2 separate regions of the Mus musculus genome follow, and region 2 is linked to region 1. The links are chromatin contacts, called in public Hi-C maps. All regions are on one chromosome and are shown on one strand. The core of a region is the stretch at or near the end of the contact, and the rest is flanking DNA. Distances in the headings are between cores, read along the strand shown. Region 1 overlaps Foxp2 (forkhead box P2). Region 2 overlaps Mdfic (MyoD family inhibitor domain containing).

Region 1 (5,130 bases), core at 1,023-3,522:
CCAGGCCCTGTTTAAGAAAAGGATTGTATATGCTTTAGCTGACTATATGTCACTTTTTTCAAGATAGAAGCCACATTAATTCAGACAGAAAAAAAAAATGGCTTCCAAAATATCCCTTTCCTTCTCTCTCTTGTGAAGGAGTATGTCACCTGATGCTGGCAGATGAGAACTGGGGTGATGTTCAAGTTATATTTTACTGTCAGAATCCAACAAACACATTTTCATCTAAATTATTTTGTCAACAGCCTTGTGGTGCCCTTGCTAACCTTATTTGGCACCAGTGCATAATTAGATACACAGGGGTGTGACTCCAATTGAAGGTGTTGGCATTGTAGCACTCTGTGAAAATATTAACTATGAGGTTAACTCCAATTTTCTCTTCTTTAATTAAATGCACATGGTACTAATGAGGTAACCTACTGTTCCTTGATAGCACTAATTAGCTAAGAGGAGAGTACACTCTCACACTGCAATTTAAACCTAAAAATAAGGTTGAAATATGCTAATTGCAGGCAATTTAAAACAGTACAAGTTGAAGAACTAGTCATAATAAGAGAAAGTGACTGCTTTACAGCTAGGCAGCTGTAACTTTGGTTAAAATCAAAACAAGCCACACAATTTTTGGACTGCAATTTAACAAGGTCATAAGCATCCTTGAAAAACGAGATGTTACTTCACATGATGACGATATGCCCAGACCCACACCAAGGAAAACAAAATCCTCAGAGAGATGCTCTTCCTGAAGGGACTGGAAACACATTTTGTGTGAACTCTACAGACATTGTATTTAATACTGAAAATTAAGCTCCAGAAATAGATCATATCATCTTTTCTTCAAGAAGATACAAATTAATGAAAATATTATAATTGGTACCTAGGAAATCAACAAAACCAGGGGAGATGCTGAGAGTTTGTCATCTCATTGGGTTAAGGGAGGAGGCAGGAAGCTTTATCACTTGATGACCACCTGAAGTGATTAGGACATGATGTGTAATAATGAAGATACTTAAAAGCCACAGAAACGAGCATCTATGATCATCATTTCAGTAATACAGGTGCTTACGGGTGTGTATTTAGAAGATTTCTTCTATTGTTTTGGACTCTGGGGTGGAGCTTTCCTAAGGCTTCATGAAGAGAAAATGGTTCATTTTCTTAGCTCAAGTGACACAGAAACACAATTTTATTAAACATAAGCATAATCAAATGAGCCTTCATTAACAATCCTCCTGAAATATTTTACAAATGTAACTTTAACTCCTACATTTATAGAGAACTCTTCTGCAAAGGAAAAGTCTAAAGGAAGCTCCAGAGTCATCAAAAACATTTTATTATGATTCGATTAGCACAAAGGACATTTTAATCAGTTTTTGATTTGCTAAAGTCCATAGCAGGTCTTATATTTTTGACAAGCATCTCTGATAAACAAACTCATTCATGCCAAGATATCCCAGAAAACACCTAGAGAAAGAAAGCTCAATAAACTCTTATGACTCTATCCTTAGGGACACAAGAGAGAAGAAATTGTGCTATGGGTTAAAGGTGACATTTCCTTTTGTCACTTTGCATGCACATTTATAAAATATGACAATTAAGCAATCAAAAGTACTGAGCCAGCCATACAAATATAGACTTAGAAAGCAAATTCTGAGATAGACGACTGAGTCTTAAACTGAAGAAAAACTTGAGAGAGAAAAAGCAAACCCATTTGAAAAGCAAAAGCTTTTAAACAACTATCAGTGACTAATTCCTAGAGTTAGGACTGTGTGAAGAGAGAGTTTGCAGAGCACTTAGCCAGTCATCATAGCTTGCCAACAGGTTTAAGAAAAGAAACTGTGCTTTGAAAAAAGTCCACTCACTCTATTCTCACAACTGCCCTAACAATTTATACTGCAGAGGGAGACAGAATGTTGGCAAGAGATTCTAATAAGCTTCTGACCAGGCAGGCTTTACCAGACCCATGAAGTTGCAGGTTAGTAACGAATGAAATCAGACAGCCACTTAGAAAGCAGTCTCCTGGAGGCAGCCTGACACAATCCAGCAAATACAGCGAAACCCAATGCTAGTGGATGTTTTAAGTGTTTGCATCTGTTTCAAATAAGCACCAACATTGAGAAGGCCAGGACAATGAACTGGAAAGGGCTTTCAACATGAACTTCAGAAGAAATCTAGTCTTCAGCTAAATACGGATCATTGTTCAAAATAAGGATATTGGCTCTGGAGACAGTCTGCCGGAGTTCAGATAGTGACTCAACACTTAGCCATGCTGTGACCTTGACTAAAGCACTTAACTTTTCTTGGTCTTTTTCTTCAGAAGGTGATAAAGAAGGACTGTTGCAGACTTGTTAAACTGGCAGAATGGAAAAGTATATGGAATAACGGTAGCAACCATAAACTTACTATTGATTAGCGATGTTTTTCACATGTATATCCATATTTATAGATCTTTGCTGTAGAATGACACTTAAGGTTTTTTTTTTTCAGATAAAAATTACTGGTTTTCCTATATGTGAAACATCATTATACATCATAAAGGATACAAATATACTGAAGACATTCTATCTCCCATCAAAGGACTATGCCAAGTTTCTATCAGTAGACTTCATAATGCAAGTCAACATCTCTTCCAATGAATATATATATATTTTCTTTGTTGAAATCTGCTGTAGTAAAGCAAAAAAGCAAACAAGGGTACATATTATGTGTCTCCTGTTGCAAGAGGAAATTACTTGTAAGGAAGAGAATGTGTTTTGAAAAGTTCACAAAGTTGTACTTTTCTAAAAAAAGAAAAAGTAAGTATGATTATTTTGATCTTTCCCAACAAATGAAAATATTTTAAATTGTAATTCCCCGAAGATGTTTGAAAGATGAACATATATTTTTTTAAGGTGTGCGAAACTCCATGCCTCATTATATTTGAGGTAAAACGATTCCTGGAAGGTATACCGTTGTCTGTTTCGAGGTTAGTAAAGATAACAAGGAACACTGTAAAAAGTAAAATCATACTTTAAAACAATGTAAAAAAAAAGGTTCTATGAGTGGATTTCATTCTGTCTATTCCACCAATCTGTTTGATTACCTGTTTTTGCTATGCATCTTGCCTCATAGAACCTAGGCAGGAACGGTGGGGCGGGAGATTTATATGAGGGTGGTACCTGTGAACTTTGGAAAAATCACACTATTTAATCCTTCCCTTAATAGCTCTAGAAAAATAGATGAAACATTGCTGAGATCAGACAGAGGAAATAAAAAATTATGGATGTGTAGAAAGAATCAATTTTGCGTATTTTATACTGCAAGCATGTCAGATGAGTTGGTGTATGTCTCAGGTTAGCCAGGAGCAAGCAGAAACTATGAAACCCAAAGAGCAAATCAGTCCAGGCACACACCTAAAGAATTTTCAGACTGCATTGTGAAGGAGTAGTTAGTTTTGCCTTATTTCTTTCTATATTGCAGACTACAACACCCTTATCATACTGAAAAGAATGTCACACAACTATTAGAGAGGCATATTTTTTTCAGAATAATAAAGTAAAACCCCTAAGCAGGATTAATTAAATAATAATCAGTTGGCATTACCTAAGAGTCAGGATTTTATTTGTTTGTTTGACGATTTAAAGACCACACTGTATACTATGGATCCTACTGTGCAGAATGTTAGCAGGGAAAAGTATTTCTGCAAAGGCTTCTTTTCAGATGTTGAGACCTGAGGTAGGGTCCAGAGATGTGCACTTAGCAAGCATCTTGGTCATATCAATCTAGTGAACCTGGGAATTAATGTACTCTTTAGGCTACTTTTTTGACAAATATGTTTTTATTATTTTATGTAATATACAGTCAACACTCTGTAGTAATTACTGTTTTGAAATATGTATCAGTCATGAAGTTATTAGTATGAAAGACACATGTTCCAACTTCCAGAACATAGAGGAAAAGCAATTCTGCATTAAAAGCTAGGAAATGGCAAACGTAAGAACCAGTTGTATGAACTCTCAACTTTTTATATATTCAACTAGTCTGGTAATTGTGTAAGGCATAGGACAGCCTTCTCAGAAAAAAAATGTATGCAAAAATAAAATGACAATGGTAAGAATAAGTTTTAATTATATTGCGACTCAGTTTTCAAAATGCTTTAAAGTATTTATCAGTTGTGAAATATTTTCAGTGTGCTTCCTTAGTAATGGATGAAGTAAAAAGATGTAGTAATAGGTTTAAGAGCCAGTAACATGATGGTAGCTTATTATACACTCCCATGTGGTGGTTTGAGGCTTATGTATTTGACACTTAGTTGCCAGTTGGTGTCAATGTTTGAGAAGGTTCAGATGGAGGAACCTTGCTGGAAGGCATGTATCATATAAGGTGAGCTTTGAGATTATGTAGTCCACTCTACACTGTCTTCATCCTGCTTGTGGCTGGAAAGGTAAGCTCTTTGTTTTCTGCTCCAGTCTCTATGTGTGCCTCTTGCTAGCATGTTTCCCTGTCTTAATAAATCCATATTCCTGTGGAACCATATGTCCAAATAAACTCTTTCTTTTAAACGTTTCTGTTCAGTAGTCACAGCGACAAAATCATGACCAAAATGGAAGCAGTTAATAGACGTGGGATGCTGCTGGTAATAACCTACCATGTTGTGGTTTTGAACAATGTGAAAGACTGGATCTTGTGTCTATTAAAGAGTTTGAATGCAGTGGAAAGAGTTTAAAGGGGACCAAACTTCAGCCAACTAGCTTTGCAACTTGTGAGAGAGAGACCATGGTGTTTTCTGCTCCTAGGAAGCAGCTATGTTGCTACTGGGTTTATGGAGGTATGGTTCTTCCTAAGCTGGTATCTAAACTTGGCAGCATCATTCATGTGATGCTAGATTTAGAGGCATGAAAAATTTCATGGCTTTAGAGGCATAAAAATATTTGAGAATGAACAGGTCATGCATTTTTTCCTACATGGTCTGAGATAGCTGCTGAGTCAGAGTGTGTCTGGGAGTCCCTGTGTTAGGGCCCTGAGAAAGCAAGAGGTTGTGAGAAGCCACTATTGAAGATGAGAAGGTAAATCCTGAGTTTCCATAGAGAACCAATACTAATGAAGATGCCAGAGTGTGGGATATCTGTGAGAAGAGAGCTGCAGAAGGTGAAAGAA
Region 2 (4,661 bases), core at 1,250-3,749, 470 kb before region 1:
AAAATCAAAACCCTAAACCAAAATACCCCCAAACAACTTTGAATCCCTCTAAAATACAAATGAAGAGAAACAGTCTATTAACAAGTACCTAAAGAAGCCACAAGCCAAAATTGTAATGATTATGAAGACATCTACACAAGTCCGCTCATTCTCTACTTACTCTCCATAGAGAAGCAGAAGAATAGACCCCTACATTCTATCACATCAATTATACAATTGTGTTCTTACCTGCCAAAAGAATTCTTTTTTTTTTTTTTTTGGCTTTTTCTGAGTTGTTTTGTTTTCAGAATTCTGACTCAGCACAATGAAAAGGTTACAGACACTGAGCACAAAGATTTGTTACAGATTCCATGCTTACCGCTGTCTAGAGGAGTCAGAGACCACAAACGACTTTAAGGTGGGGGAGACATGTGAAGCCAAAATGGATTGTAAGTTTTGCATGTCTGTATGGTAGAGCATGCCAGCAAGGACCACACTAAGGAGCTAGAGGCAGGATTTCCAGAGCAGCTTTGGCTTTAGGAGAACAGTGCCCAAACCAACAAACAAAATCAACAGCAAAAGAAGAAGAAAATATCAGGTGAGATAGCACGCATTATTATGCCAAGGAAGGAGCATCCTGAATTTGAAGCCAGGCTAGGCTGTACAGAGAAGCTCTATCTATAGAAAGAAGAGAAGATAGAAGAGAAGAGAAGAGGAGAGGAGAGGAGAGGAGAGGAGAGGAGAGGAGAGGAGAGGAGAGGAGAGGAGAGGAGAGGAGAGGAGAAGAGAAGAGAAGAGAAGAGAAGAGAAGAGAAGAGAAGAGAAGAGAAGAGAAGAGAAGAGAAGAGAAGAGAAGAGAAGAGAAGGAGGGAAAGACAAGACAAGAAAAGAAAAGAAAAAAAAAACAAAATAAAACAAAACAAAACAAAATTAAACAAAAAATCTAAAATAAACAAACCAAATTTGGGAAGAAGAGTAGAGAAACAAAGTTTAAAAAAGATGAGCTCTCTGCCTGTATGTGGTTCACTGTCAAAGAAAAAAATTCCTTTTCCCTAGGTCCTTGAGGTTTTCAGTTTTTATGGGTTTTATTTAGTCATGATTTGTAGTTTTTACCAAAACTGTTTAACCTTTAAGAAGCCAACTGGGTTCTGGGAAGGATGCCTAGCCTAAACTGGGCCAAGCAAGAATTGCGCAATTCAGGGTACTGAGAGGAGGACTCAGCTCAAGACCAACAGCTACTGTAACTTTAGGAAAAACAAAGGAACAGGGCAGCAGGAAAGAGCTTAGAAGAACACATCAAAATAAATCATTAGCAGGACGTTTGACTTTAAAAGCATCATCAAATCAAAGAAAAACATTCTCTTAGGAATTATTGCTGTCACAGTCCCAAGCCAAGGTCGACACTGGTAAGCCTGAGCTGCAGCCCATCTGAGGGGCTTGCAGCCCCAACCCATGCTGAAAGTAACAACCCAAAGGAGAAATAACCCCTTAGCCACTGGGGGAATTGTCTGTGACTGATCTCAGGAACTCTGTTTTGTTGAAAATGAAACTGAAGGTTTTGTCCGGGAGAACAGCCAGTTTATAATGAAAGTATCGCAGACCAGTATGTTGCCAAACTTACTAGGAAATATCGACATCAGCGAGGCAGTTTGATCGAGCCAAGACTTCATCAAGTGCCATCAAGAGACAATTTGAATGATACACTCAAGTCTATGATAGACAAGTCTTTTTCTTTCTTCCTTTCATTTCTTCCTCATGAGATGCAGTACGACAGGTACTCTTAATTTCTTGGAACAAAGATATGCGATACAGGAAGTAGAATACAAGAACAGGCAGAGAGCAGAGAATTCTCAGAATTGCCCACAACCCATTTTTTGAGTGAAGAATGATGTGTGTGCCTCTTATCTTGACTAATCTGGAGTAATGTTTCCTATGACTTAAAGTGCTTGAACACTATTTTCCTTTCTGGGTAACGAGTATGTAAACGAGAGAGTGAGAAGCAAAAAGATCCATTAGCACTTGACGAACCCAGGGAAGCAATGCTGGGTCAGAACTTGCAGAGGGATACACCATTAGTGTTTGAGAACACTGCTTTGAGATCAGTTTTACCATCAGGGTAAAGAGTGCCCAGAGTTACTCACACATCTCTCTGCTGAGGGGTGGTGTACACTGCACTGGGGCAGGGCCTGACAGGGGAGTGCATTTCTGATATTACATCACTGACCCCAGAAACTTCATCCCTGCCTTTGTTGTTTCTTAATAGAGAATGGAAAAGCAGGCCAGAGGTACGTTTGACTTATTCGGAGTCGAAGCTACAATGACTGAATGTGTCTACCCTTTGCAAAAATCCAGCTGGTAGGGCCTGACACAAGTATCTCCCCAGGAGTTCTGCTTTTCAAGTGCATGTAGTGTGCGTGGGTGAGGCATATTTATGAATTCTGCACAGTAGCTCAGCTGCAGGCAAATGCCTGACTCAAGACAGGGGCTGTGCAGCACTCCTGGCCCCCAGCCGTTGACTGACCACCTGTCTGAGAAACAGGCCCAGAGGTCACCGCCTACACAGAGCCTCTGGCACATGGCGGTCCCTAAGGCTCTGGGCCATGGCTAGAAAACAGAGGCAACATTTTCCTAATGGAGGGGAAAGAGAGCTAGGTCAGGAGGTTTTTCAAAAGAAAGTTTGAGAAGAGTTATATTTTCCATGCAGAGCTGACTTTGGGGAAATGAACAATCGTCTTCATTATCATCTTTCTCCTTTACAAATTCAGAAGAGTATTAGAAAAAGAAACACCCTGACCTCCTGCACCCACGAAGGGACACCTCAGTAGCTTCCCTGCCCCATACCCAAGCCCTGGAACCCACATGGTCCAATGGAAAGGTTACTGTACGGCAAAGACAGATAGCCTGACCTGTCGTTCCCCCCACCCCCTCTTTATTCTGTTGCCAGCATTGTACACAGCTAATGCATTCAGTATTCCAAACTGCTAGATTTGATCCAGAACTTGGTCTCAACTACAGCACTAGTCCAAGAACTCTGTTTGAAGGAACTTTTTACAGTCTAGGAAGGCAATGTTTATATCAGAGGAACTATTGTTTCACAGAAGTTTAACACAGAAATCTGAAGAGGCAATGGCATTTCAAGTGTTAGATAGTCTCTATAAATCACTACATTTTCATTTTCTATTTATTGAGTACAGTATATGATGTGCATTTGAGTAAAGGTGAGCTCTCTCTCTCTCTCTCTCTCTCTCTCTCTCTCTCTCTCTCTCTCTCTCTCTCATTTTGGCACAGTGTGCACTGAGGTCAGAGGGCAGCTTACTGGGATCTTTCTCTCCTTTTAGCATGTGGGTTCTGGGAGTTAAACTAAGGTCACCAGGCTCAGAGGCACCCCACCTTTGGGCCTTGAGTCATGTTTCTGCCTCACAGGCACTTGCCTAGAATATTTTACATGTAAAGTTAATTCGATATCTGACTTGAGAGTGGCTAAAATATCAGTGATGATGCAAATTATAGCAAGATATTTAAGATGGCAAATCTGATAGAATGCCACTGTCCCCGGAGACGTGATGAACACTAAACGAATATGGAATTAACAGATGACACTTGCTAAGTACTAGCCGTGTGATGGCTGTGATGATAGTGGTGTGTTGATTGTGGGGGTGGTGGGAGTTGTGGTAGTAGTGCCCGATGGGGTGGGGGAATGATAGCATCAAAATATGGTTCCAGGAGGACTATAACTCTCCTCCTATGTCCAGCCAGGCTCTGTAGTATAGCGATAGCGACTATTCTCCTCAAATTCAGGAAGGCTTGGGAAAAACTGCTCAGATACAAAAGAGGACGAAGCACCAAACGTAACTAATTCTAAGAGACAGACAGTGCAGAAGAATGAAACAGAAACCCAGCCCAAAACAAGTAATCTGTGTCTGGCTATAGCAGAAGCTTTCAAAATAATAGTCTAGTTTTCCATAGTGCAATGATTATCTGTTTTCTTCAGAAGCAAGAAAGCTGGGAGAAAAAAAAAGGTAATATTACATGTTTTTTAAAAAATGTATTTGGTGCTATTTTTAAGTTGATCATTGGTAAAATATGTAATGTAAGGTTGAGTATAGCTTTGAATAATAAATTCTATAATACTTTACTTAGTCACAAAAAGCATTTTGAAGAATTTCTATAAAGCTCAGAAGGTAAAGGTACTTGCCACCAAGGTAGGTGACCTAAGTTTGATTCCCAGGACCCATGTGGTAAGAGAGAACTGACTCTGATAAGTTTTGCACTTCACAAGTGCAACACACACACACACACACACACACACACACACACACACACACTGCCCCGTAAGTAAATAAATATAGCATTTATTAAGAAAGCATTGTTTTGTTTGTAAGCAGTCTGCATACTTTGGTAATAATGCCTCTTATAGTCAGGACAAAACAAATGTGAAAAAGTCCTCTAGTTTTAATGAAAATAAGTATTTGAATAAAAATGATGGAAAACTTCTTTCCAGATGCCGAATTTAACATTTTCCCCAATTTTATTTTCCAAGCTACATTTATTTCACAGCTAAAATTTTGGCTCGCCTCTTGTTACTTATGTCTTTGGTTTAAGAATTGTGCAGGGCATATTTCAAAAGAACTCGGTTTTTTAAACGGCAAAAGGCTCACAATGATGTGCCCACTATACTCTAT

What was found. Hi-C and Micro-C count contacts between places; a contact is called where the count stands out from the background.
Region 2: a contact with region 1 is called in a Hi-C map of uterus, with 3 times the contacts expected there. The contact joins two enhancer-like sites. A contact is called at or near these places in 1 of 484 Hi-C or Micro-C datasets (uterus) and 1 of 115 datasets of contacts at active chromatin or transcription factors (bone marrow-derived macrophages).

Annotation. Positions count from the first base shown.
Region 1 is chr6:15,318,578-15,323,707 of GRCm38.p6, reverse strand. The region is part of intron 5 of Foxp2 (forkhead box P2); the gene reads right to left. Among named protein-coding and RNA genes, the nearest start is that of Gm36352, 320 kb to the left of the region's middle. Within about 2 kb of position 2,272, at least 36 of the 459 cell types and tissues checked have an H3K27ac peak or open chromatin away from gene starts, as enhancers often do. A contact at or near this core is called in uterus, where this site is marked.
Region 2 is chr6:15,790,654-15,795,314 of GRCm38.p6, reverse strand. The region is part of intron 4 of Mdfic (MyoD family inhibitor domain containing); the gene reads right to left. Among named protein-coding and RNA genes, the nearest start is that of Mdfic, 72 kb to the right of the region's middle. Within about 2 kb of position 2,499, at least 129 of the 459 cell types and tissues checked have an H3K27ac peak or open chromatin away from gene starts, as enhancers often do. A contact at or near this core is called in uterus, where this site is marked.